3 separate regions of the Gossypium hirsutum genome follow, and regions 2 and 3 are each linked to region 1. The links are chromatin contacts, called in public Hi-C maps. All regions are on one chromosome and are shown on one strand. Each heading gives the region's core, a stretch centred on a gene start, on an enhancer-like site or on the middle of the called end of the contact. The rest is flanking DNA. Distances are from core to core; before and after follow the strand shown.

Evidence for each region. A called contact is a pair of places that touch in the nucleus more often than the background predicts.
Region 2: a Hi-C map of leaf shows a contact between it and region 1, with 1.8 times the contacts expected there. The contact joins the promoter of LOC107892029 here to the enhancer-like site in region 1. A contact is called at or near these places in 2 of 34 Hi-C or Micro-C datasets (both in leaf).
Region 3: a contact with region 1 is called in a Hi-C map of leaf, with 3 times the contacts expected there. The contact joins two enhancer-like sites. A contact is called at or near these places in 4 of 34 Hi-C or Micro-C datasets (all in leaf).

The regions. Positions count from the first base shown.
Region 1 is chrD09:24,971,425-24,974,632 of Gossypium_hirsutum_v2.1, forward strand. No RefSeq gene overlaps it. Among protein-coding and RNA genes, the nearest start is that of LOC107892025, 22 kb to the left of the region's middle. Within about 2 kb of position 1,642, at least 6 of the 9 cell types and tissues checked have an H3K27ac peak or open chromatin away from gene starts, as enhancers often do. A contact at or near this core is called in leaf, where this site is marked.
Region 2 is chrD09:25,303,594-25,306,801 of Gossypium_hirsutum_v2.1, forward strand. It overlaps LOC107892029 (kinesin-like protein KIN-14C), which reads left to right and starts at 1,696. Exons shown (of 23, transcript XR_005918583.1): 1 at 1,696-2,303; 2 at 2,959-3,116; 3 at 3,199-3,208.
Region 3 is chrD09:25,251,231-25,254,438 of Gossypium_hirsutum_v2.1, forward strand. It overlaps the pseudogene LOC107892685. Among protein-coding and RNA genes, the nearest start is that of LOC107892028, 38 kb to the right of the region's middle. Within about 2 kb of position 1,636, at least 8 of the 9 cell types and tissues checked have an H3K27ac peak or open chromatin away from gene starts, as enhancers often do. A contact at or near this core is called in leaf, where this site is marked.

The DNA.
Region 1 (3,208 bases), core at 392-2,891:
GGCTATTTTTTGAAAACACGTGGACCCTACTGCATGGACGAGTCGAGTCGTCGGGCTCCGCTTCGAAACGACATTTTTTTGGGGTATCTGATGCCAAGCCAAAACGACTTCGTATTGATGGCCTATTTAAGTTTAAAAATTCAAAAAAAAATTTAAAATAGGTTTAGAATAAAAAACCTTTCTTCTCTTTTTTTTTTCTTTGATGGCCTCCTTAGGTCGGCCATGGCTCCAGCGAGTCACAGCCGCGATGGCCACCGGTCACCGGTGACGGCTCTACCATCCACGGTGGCTAAAAAAAAGAAACCTTCGTTTTGGCTATTTCGGCTCCCTTCGACTCCGACAACAGAAACAACCACCAGGTGAGTTTTCTTTTTCTTTATATATATATACAATAATGGATTCAAGGAAAAAAAAGAAAAAAAATCACCTTTGAATTTTTTCGATTGTTTTGTTTTTACTTTTTTATTTCGATTTTTATTTCAGAAGCAAAAAACCCTACTCTTACAATCTGCTTTTGGCTTTTTTTTATAGTCATTTTACAATATATTTTTTTTATCATTTTTCTATTGCTCTTGCTACTGTTGTTTACGTGTTTTCTCTTCTTCTTACAAGGGTGATTAGTGATGGCAAAGCAGTTGGTGGTGGCAGGCTAGGGTGCAGCGGCGACTAGGTAGGGTGTGGCACTAGGTTTTTGTTTTTCTGAAAATAGTTTAGGCTGTTGTGGGCTTTAGGGTTTTTTTGGTTTGGGCCACTTGGGCTTGATATAATTTGGGTCTGATATTTGTCAATGGACTCTAGATCATATTATTTTTTTATTTTTATTTTGCTTTGATTTCTGTTCGGTTGGGCCCGGCAAAATTGGCTTCTACAAACACATTTGACCATAAGGGAAAATGTGAGTGGTTATTGATTAATTGGCATAAGAATGAGTTGGATTATATATTGGTGTAATGAGAATTACTTTTGAGACCAATTTGAAAGAATTTAAGAGTATAAAAATTAAATTGTAAATTTAACAATTTTATTGAGCGAAGGTAAAATTATATTTTTCAATATCCAAGGATGCGTACTAAGTATTAAATGAGAATTGCTGAATTTAGATTGATTACAAATTATTATGAAGGAATTGAGCAAAGAGGAAAAAAGAGCAAAATGATAAATTTACCACTTAAGGGTATTTTGATAATCTCGCATGATATTATAAGTGTTTTTTTTATAATATTAAATTATTGGAATTAAATTTATTTAAACGAGGATTAGTGAAAATGATTAAAAATACAAATTATGGAAAACGAATCAAATTGGAAATTGGAAAAAAATGGAATATATATATGAATTTGATGGGGCGTGGCCCCCACCATTGCGGATCTTGGTCTGCAAAGCCTAATGAGGCTTTGAATTTTGAATGGCCCAATCGGCTGCAGTTCAAAAAAATAAAATAAAAAAGAGAAAGTAAATGGATGAGTGGCGGGCCGTGTCCCCCACCCTGCCCGTTTAGGCTTTAGAAAGACGAATTGGCTAAAGGGCCATTCGACCATAAATGAAAAATAATTAAACAAGTTTTAATGTGGGGAGGGGGAGCAGAGAAGGCTCATCTCCTTGCCCAAATCACGCGGCTAAATGGGAAAGGGACGGATTTGTCCACGAAAGTTTAGCGACAAGGATAACGAGCCATATGGAGCCGACATGGGCGGAAGCCCAAGCCCTTATACGCGGGATTCAACTAGCAGGAGAAAAAGAATTGTGGAAACCGACTGCGCACTACTTGTCACATAAACAATCCATATTAGATTTATGTTTATCAGGAACTATCTTAGATAATGTTAGGTCTTTCGATTATTTAGAATTTTCGGATGTAGGGACAATTTGAGTAAAATTAGCCTAAGTATGGCGGTTGAGGAAGTTTTCAGGTTTGATTACCCTCGTTCGATACATTCATTGATTGTTGTTCATGTTGCTATTTCTTAATAAATTTAAAGGTCAAAGCCCATTTACAGCTTTTTTACTCCATTGATGCAAAATAATTAATTACTTACAAAAATAATTCGAAGTCAAAATTTATATGCAAAAATGATTTGTTCTCCATAGTATCCACTGATGTCACTTGATACACTAGCGGCACCGCTCCCAATGATGACTAGGGATGAGCAAAACTCAATTTGACTCGAAAAAATTGAAAAAATTTTGAATTTCGAGTTACGAGTTAAACGAATCGAGTTATTTGAGTCAACTCGAATATTTTTTTTTTGAATTTTGAGTTCGAATCAAGTTTGGTTTTCAAATTCGAATAACTCGAATAATTCGAATAAACCGAATATTAAACTATAATAATTTACATTATTACTCCAAACTCCTAAACCTCTTCACTTTCCTCTCAAAACTTTTACTCCCTCCCATTTTGCCCCCATAACTTTTGCTCCCCTCCCATCCTAGCCCCGTTCTACCCCAAACCCATTCTCCCCCTCCCCCCCCATTTTTTTAATATTTCCCTCTCAAAATTTTACTCCTCCCATTTATTCCCCCCCCAAAAAAAAAAATTTACTTCCTCAACCTCAAAAACTTTTTATTTCCCCCTAAATTTTTATTTCTCACCCTTTACCACCAAATAAAAAATTAAAATCATCCAAAAAAATTTCCTAAACCTAAATAATAATTTTATTTATATCTACTATTTATATTATTAAAATAAATTTCACATTTTATACTATTTATATTATTGAATTATTTTATCATATTGAATCATTATAAATTTTTGCTAAAATTGAATTATTGATGATGCCATAAGATATAGATCTTCCATATATGTTATTCTCTTTCCTTTACCATATTTGATTTTCTATTTTCCCTAAAATATTAAATTCCCTTTTATATATCTATTTTCCACATATGTTATTCTCTTTCCTTTGCCATGTTTGATTTCCTATTTTCCATAAAATATTCAATTCCCTTTCAGATCACTATTTTACATAGTTGTTATTCTCTTTCTTTTCTCATATTTGACTTTCCTTCTCGTCTCTCTATCTTTCTCCCACATCTCTTTCTTTCCATTCTCATCTCATTTAAGATTTATTTTTTGAAACAATATTTCATTTACTGGTGGTGATACTAACAAGCCAATAATAAAATAACCACTTATAAAGCAAGTATCGATCATGGGTTTTCCCTTTATTTTTTTTCAGTTTTCTTTTTTCTTTTTCTATTTCAACGG
Region 2 (3,208 bases), core at 446-2,945, 330 kb after region 1:
ACTTGCATCAAAGTGTACAAGTCACACATACATAGTCCGTCATCCACTCAAGATTTAGGTATGTCACACTATGAACGTCACAAGTGAATAAATCCATAAACAGATTTGGGATCTATTATGCTTGAGTCTTGTCCGATGTACTGTCAGTCTAGTCAGTCACATCTATGTCTCTATCTTCTGGGAATCATTTGCTCCGATGCCTAAGACAATGCATCTCCCTAATTGGACTTGATAGATGACATATTAGTTTTTCAATCAGTTTGATAATTTCTGATTAGACTAAGGACATGTTTAGGTTCATCTATTAATACAAGTTGTCTTTTCGTACTATGATCTGACCACGTAATACCACTTAGTATTAGTTTAAACAGTAGACAACCGATGAACAACATTTGCTTCTATTTTTCTTTGTGTGCAAGAACCATGTGAGGATAATTATACAAAGTATATTAATGTAATCAATGAACTTGTTTTATTAAATAATTTGTTCAAAAAAATTATAAGTGTATATTGAGGAAAATACGGCACCAAATCCAGCATGGACCCCTAGTAAGAACCTTTTTATAATCTTTCTTTGATCAGAATTTCACGAGAAAGTACCCATCTCAATATTTATCAACTTCATCAGCATCGTAGTTTTCCACAAAGTATAAATATGCCATATTCTTTTCGACTAAGTCTGAACACAATTTGAGAAACCTATGAATTGTAGACTGTTAGAGTTATTTGACCCGAATCCTATTTGATCCAGCCTAAAAAGTTTGATGTGCAACTCACTTATTAAAGAAATAAAATAGAGTCAAACTTGAGTACGAAACTTGCCACACAAGTTGAATCCATATAGGACTATACTTCTTCTATTAGACGGGTTTTAACTCTTAAAAAATTGCACATAACCGCAAATCTCTTATATTGTTGTTTTTCAATATTAGTGAATTTCTCCTCCTCTGCCTGTGGTTTTTTCTCGATAAGGGTTTTCCACTTAAAATCTGCGCATTCTTATTTTTCTTTCTTATTGCTTTGCAACTATTCCTGCTGCCATTATCGACGTATAGTATAACATAGACCGTTTAGTTCACCTTTCAACACATCATTTTCACCTAACACGATGTTATCCTCTTTAGAAAAGCCAAGCCCCTTGTCTCCATCTCTCTTAGTTTGGCCAACTAGTATGTCTCTGGACAAAACAAAATCCTCCATTCCCATCTTATTCAACCCAAGTCTATGAGCCTGACCCTCTATGTTCGAGTTAAACAACCCCGTCATTTCTCTATTTTTGATATTAGACGATTTCTCCTCTTCCTTACGACGGCTTTTCTTTGCCATTCACCATGAAAAAAAGAAATTTGTGCCTTTGAATATTATAAACATAAAAGAAAGTAAATTTTTTTGGATAATCCCTAGATCTCAATTTAACTAGTATAAAATTATATAATTAATTAATTAAGTAATTGAGAATTACCATAAAACTTGATGATAAATATAATATATATAACAGAAAATGATAGTTTAATGTTAGCAATATGAGAGAGAGAGAGAGAGAGAGAGAGAGTTTTCTTTTTTTTTTTGGAAGACAAATTCAGAGTTATCTACAGATTATAGATAATTTCTCAAGTAAGCTATTTCTTTAAAAGAATTTCAAACCGTGATATTTATATTTAAAAACAACAGCTGAAGTGACTCAAGGAATATTCAAATTACAAAATGCATGCTTTATTATTTCATTTGAAGAAGTCAAAAAAAACATAGTTGAACCCCTCCCCCCCTCCCAAAACGTGAATTAGTTTGTTGTGTACTAGAAAGCTTTTAATTTCGGCAAAGTTTGACTGCCATATATATGTTTTTAATATTGATTTGAAGAAGTTATGTATGATTTTCGTACAGTAATGTCTTAAATGTTGTCAAAATAACTTCAGAGTTTTTGTTGTTGGTTTTAAGAAAGGCTATGAATAGGCGAAGAATTTCTTTAGATGAAGTTGTTTGGGATTGAGTTGGCTACCGAAACAACCCAACTCAAACCCACAAAAGATGGAGCATCAATGTCGGATCCTACTTTGCCGCTTAATTTCTCCCTCTACACCAACGGTACAGCGAATGCCAAACAATCAAAAAATGTTTCAAACCCAAAAATTTCAAAAAAAAAAAAAGGAAAAGAAAAGGAAAATTCTTTTAATGACATAATCCAGTACTTGCCATTTAACAAAGATTCCTTGAACCTTTGTTCTACGTGCGCATCTCCACATCATCTCTTTGTCTTCTTAGGGTTGGGCTCTTTGCCTTTGTCATGTCTCCCCAATCTTATGGTAACCTTTCCTATCATGTCATTTATGTTTTCACTTTAAATTTTGTTGCTAATTTTTCTATTTTAACAATGTTGAATGATTATGTCCCAGTCTTTGGATGGTATAATGTTCAGTTTTGTATATATTTGCAAGACATACCCAGATTTCAACAAGGTTGTAAAATCATCAATGTCAGCTGTATTTTATGAAATTGTTAGCTTCTTTGTTCTTTGCATTTCAGTCTTACAAATTTCATAATGGCTGCAATTTGTTTTTCCAAATCAATCCTGTTAAAGGGTGTAAAAGTTTAATGCAGTTTTATTTGAAGATCACAAATTTCTGTTCAACTGCTTAATGCATTTGGAGTCTGCTGGTTATCATTGTTTGTGTGATTGTGTAGATTTCAATATGCAAAACATGTAGGTACCTTGATATCGAATTGAATCAAGTTCTTGACATCAAATGTTCATAATTAAGCCACAAAGCACCTTTGTAACTCAATGTAAGCAAAACAAAACAAACAAAAAAACTATGGAGGATTTGGCTGTTCTAATGTAACTGCATTTCCATGTTTTTGACCTAATGGTGAATAGTAATTATGAGGCAACATGTCCTTTATCATTTTCCCTTGTTTAACAAAGTGTGTTTGCCTTTTTGTCTTTTTCCTCCTCTGCAGCCAAGCAATGGGAGATTGTGATTCAGTGGTTGAACACCGTTCTTCCTGATCTCAGGTTGCCAACAGAAGCCTCAGATGAAGAGTTGCGAGCTTGCTTGCTTGATGGCACTGTCCTATGTAGAATCTTGAACAGGCTTAGTCCTAGTTCTCCAAACGAGGTTGTTTAAAACTCATTTTGGATTCTTTTGATTAAATCTTAATATGAGTTTGCTGATTTGTTTAGTTTCATTTTTTCTCCAGGAAAGTTCTG
Region 3 (3,208 bases), core at 386-2,885, 280 kb after region 1:
AATTTAATAAATGAATCTAACTTCATTTTCTTAATACCCATTTAAAACCCTGTAAATATATGTCCAACAATCAGATGCATGCCATATCCAAAACTTAAATCCAGGTCTTAACATAGGATAAATATGATATGGTATTTAAATCCACCAAAACCCCTAGGCATGCAGGTTTCTTGATTTTGATTCATAGCAGTGGCACTAATATCAATAAATAAGATCAAAATCGAATCAATCCAAGTAAAAGATCATATAGAACTTGATGCCTTGATCTGAAGGTTGGGCATGATTCAAGATTCAAGATTCAAGAAATTTAAAATTAAATACTCAAACCTATATTGCTTGAGATCTTTTTCTTTTTAAGTATTCGTATCTGGTACATGGATATAGCAATATGAATTTCAAGGACCTCCAAATACAAAGACAAACTTGAAAGAATCTAACCATGCCCAGAGACAGAACAACAACACAAAAGATGAATCTCTTAACAGAAAAAGTCCCAACCCTCCCGAATATGAAACTCTAAACACAGTGATATGAAGAATACCATATTTTAGCAAGATATAAATCTCCACTATCACTTAAAACATCTTAAAGAATGGTACAGAGAGAAACGAAAGTTGCAATGCATGGAATACATTAACATAAAACATTGAGTTCATAGATGAATCCAACACGCATGTTGGACACATATCCGAGTTGAATAAAAATATGAAGATAAACCCTCTAAAAACCCTCTAAATATATGAAAAAAGAATACCATGTCATACATACACTGTTTCCAACATCTACACTCCAGTTCATGTAACATAGTACGAATATAAAAAGGTATCTAAATCCATCAAGAACCCTAGACTTGAAGGTTCCCGGATTTTGATTCATAGCAGTAGCACCGATATCAATAACAAAGCTTAAAAAAGAGTCTAAACAAAGATCAAAATCGATCGAATTCAAGACAAAAACACTAGAAGCTTGATTCGAAGCTCAGGCATAATTCAAGATTCAGGAAACATATATAATTAACCAAAAACGATAGCACTACTGAAATCAATTCGACCCTAAATCTAAAATATTAACAAATGAATAAGAAATTAAATGAAAACGAATATTTACCTTCAGCGTCATCTTTATCCTTGTCATCGTCATCATCGTCGTCGTCATCGTTGTCGTCGTCATCTTCAACTACAGGTTGTTCGGGTTGCTCAGACTGTGAATCGAAAATAATAAAAACAAATACCCAAACTTGAGTAACAGAAAAGTAAAATAATGAAAAATACGAGAGAGCCAATTCATTTTAAGTCACAGAAACCCTAGAAAATAAAAGGTCTAACAGAAGCAGTAGCAGCAGTCGCCGTGCAGAATGCTGAAGACCAAGCCGAATGCTGAAGGCGAACAGAAACAGTAGCAGCAGATGCGGAAATAAGAAGGAAATAAGGAAACTAAGATGAAGGGAAATAAGAAGGAAAAAAGGGAAACGCAGAGATGGAAAGGAAAGGAGAAGATGAAGCTGAGGGCAAAAAATGAAAATTGGGAAAAAAATTACTCCCGTGGAATGGAATATCTATTCAGCGGTGAAGAAAGGAATGCCTATTCAACATTTTCCCGTAATAGAGCCTGGAATGGATTCGGGCTGTAATACCATTACAGTCAACCAAACTATTGGTTTGGTGGTAGGCCCACCGAATTGGGGGAATGCATTCCTAAAGATGATATTATCTATGTCATGAAAGTGAATGGCAAAATCCAAGAGTTGCTTTGGGCGGGTAGCTTAATAATGAGAGACGGCCATGTTAAAATTCTAAGTCTAAGAGAGACATTGTTAACCATATATTAAAAGAGCCTCTTGGACGAAATCAAGTTCTCCGATGAGAACTAGATATATGCTACCCTGATTCATCTCTTTGTAAAAAGTTGTGTACAAGGCGGGTTGCGATTTCCACCACGAGCTCCACCACTCGTAGAAGGAATCACAACATGCTTGTTACTCTATGTGGATTGCTATGTTAGATATCAAGCTATCATAAGATTTTATGGCATTCATCTTGGTTCTGAGAAAAGTGATTGATGATTCTCAAGAAATTTATTATGATGATGATGAAATCAAGTATGTGGTGCTCGATGACTAGTTTTTTTGGGTGTTTATTTATATTTGCATTTTCTTTTCACTACCAATATGTTAAAAATGTATCGGAGTTTTTTATGTAAATATATAATGCACTATGTTATTCTTTTTCTTTTTGTCGTTTGTGCATTATATTTTCAATATTACAAATAGTTTGATATTTATTACAATTAAATAAATTAGTCACAATTAACATATTTGTATTGAATTTGATTGTTAAATTTAGTTTATTGTTGGTTCTGTATAATATGATAATTATCACTATTTTTTCTTTATTGTGATAATAAAATAAATGGAAATTAAGTATGCTAGGTGTTAATGTGTGCGTGTCTTTGACCACATCACGGCGAGTGAACGTCGAGTACAGAATCAACACAAAAATATCAGAAATTAAAGTGGTTTGACTGCAAGTATGACAGATCAGTTGTAATATTTGTGTGTTATAACGGAACACTAAGCATTCCGAGGATCAGACCCAAGAGAGATCAAGCGGTAAGGTGATTAACAATGACAATGCATGCAACTAAGAAGTCTAGCTAGCTAATGATTAAGTATTATATTACGGCAAAATCGTCACCAAAGATTAATTATGCTAAATTACACATAGGAGGACTAAATTGAATAATAGACAAAAGTGTACAAATATCAATTCAATGGGCTAAAGTGGTCAGTTGATGTCCATATTGCTAGTCAATTCTTGGATTAGGGATCTAAATTGCTCAAACTCCTAATTGGTTCAATTTTACCTTTCGATCACCATTTTACTTAATTAAAAGATTTACTCTTGTTTATCTTTCAACCACACTAAACTAAATCGGGACAATCAAATTGGTTTGCAATAGGTTCTCCTCTCGGTCTCACCTATTCTCGGTTTGGAGTCTATCTGATTTAGTCATTGACCCAAAAACTAACCATGCAACATTTTAATCAACCAACCACCATAAGATTTAGTGCATATTCATCATCAACATACAAATATCAGTCAAGTTCATGCTTAAATGATTCATTAAAGAAAATATAAAAAGGCAATGTTGAGAAAATCTTAATGACTCTTGATGGAGTCTTTGCTCGAGATGATAGCAACACTAATGG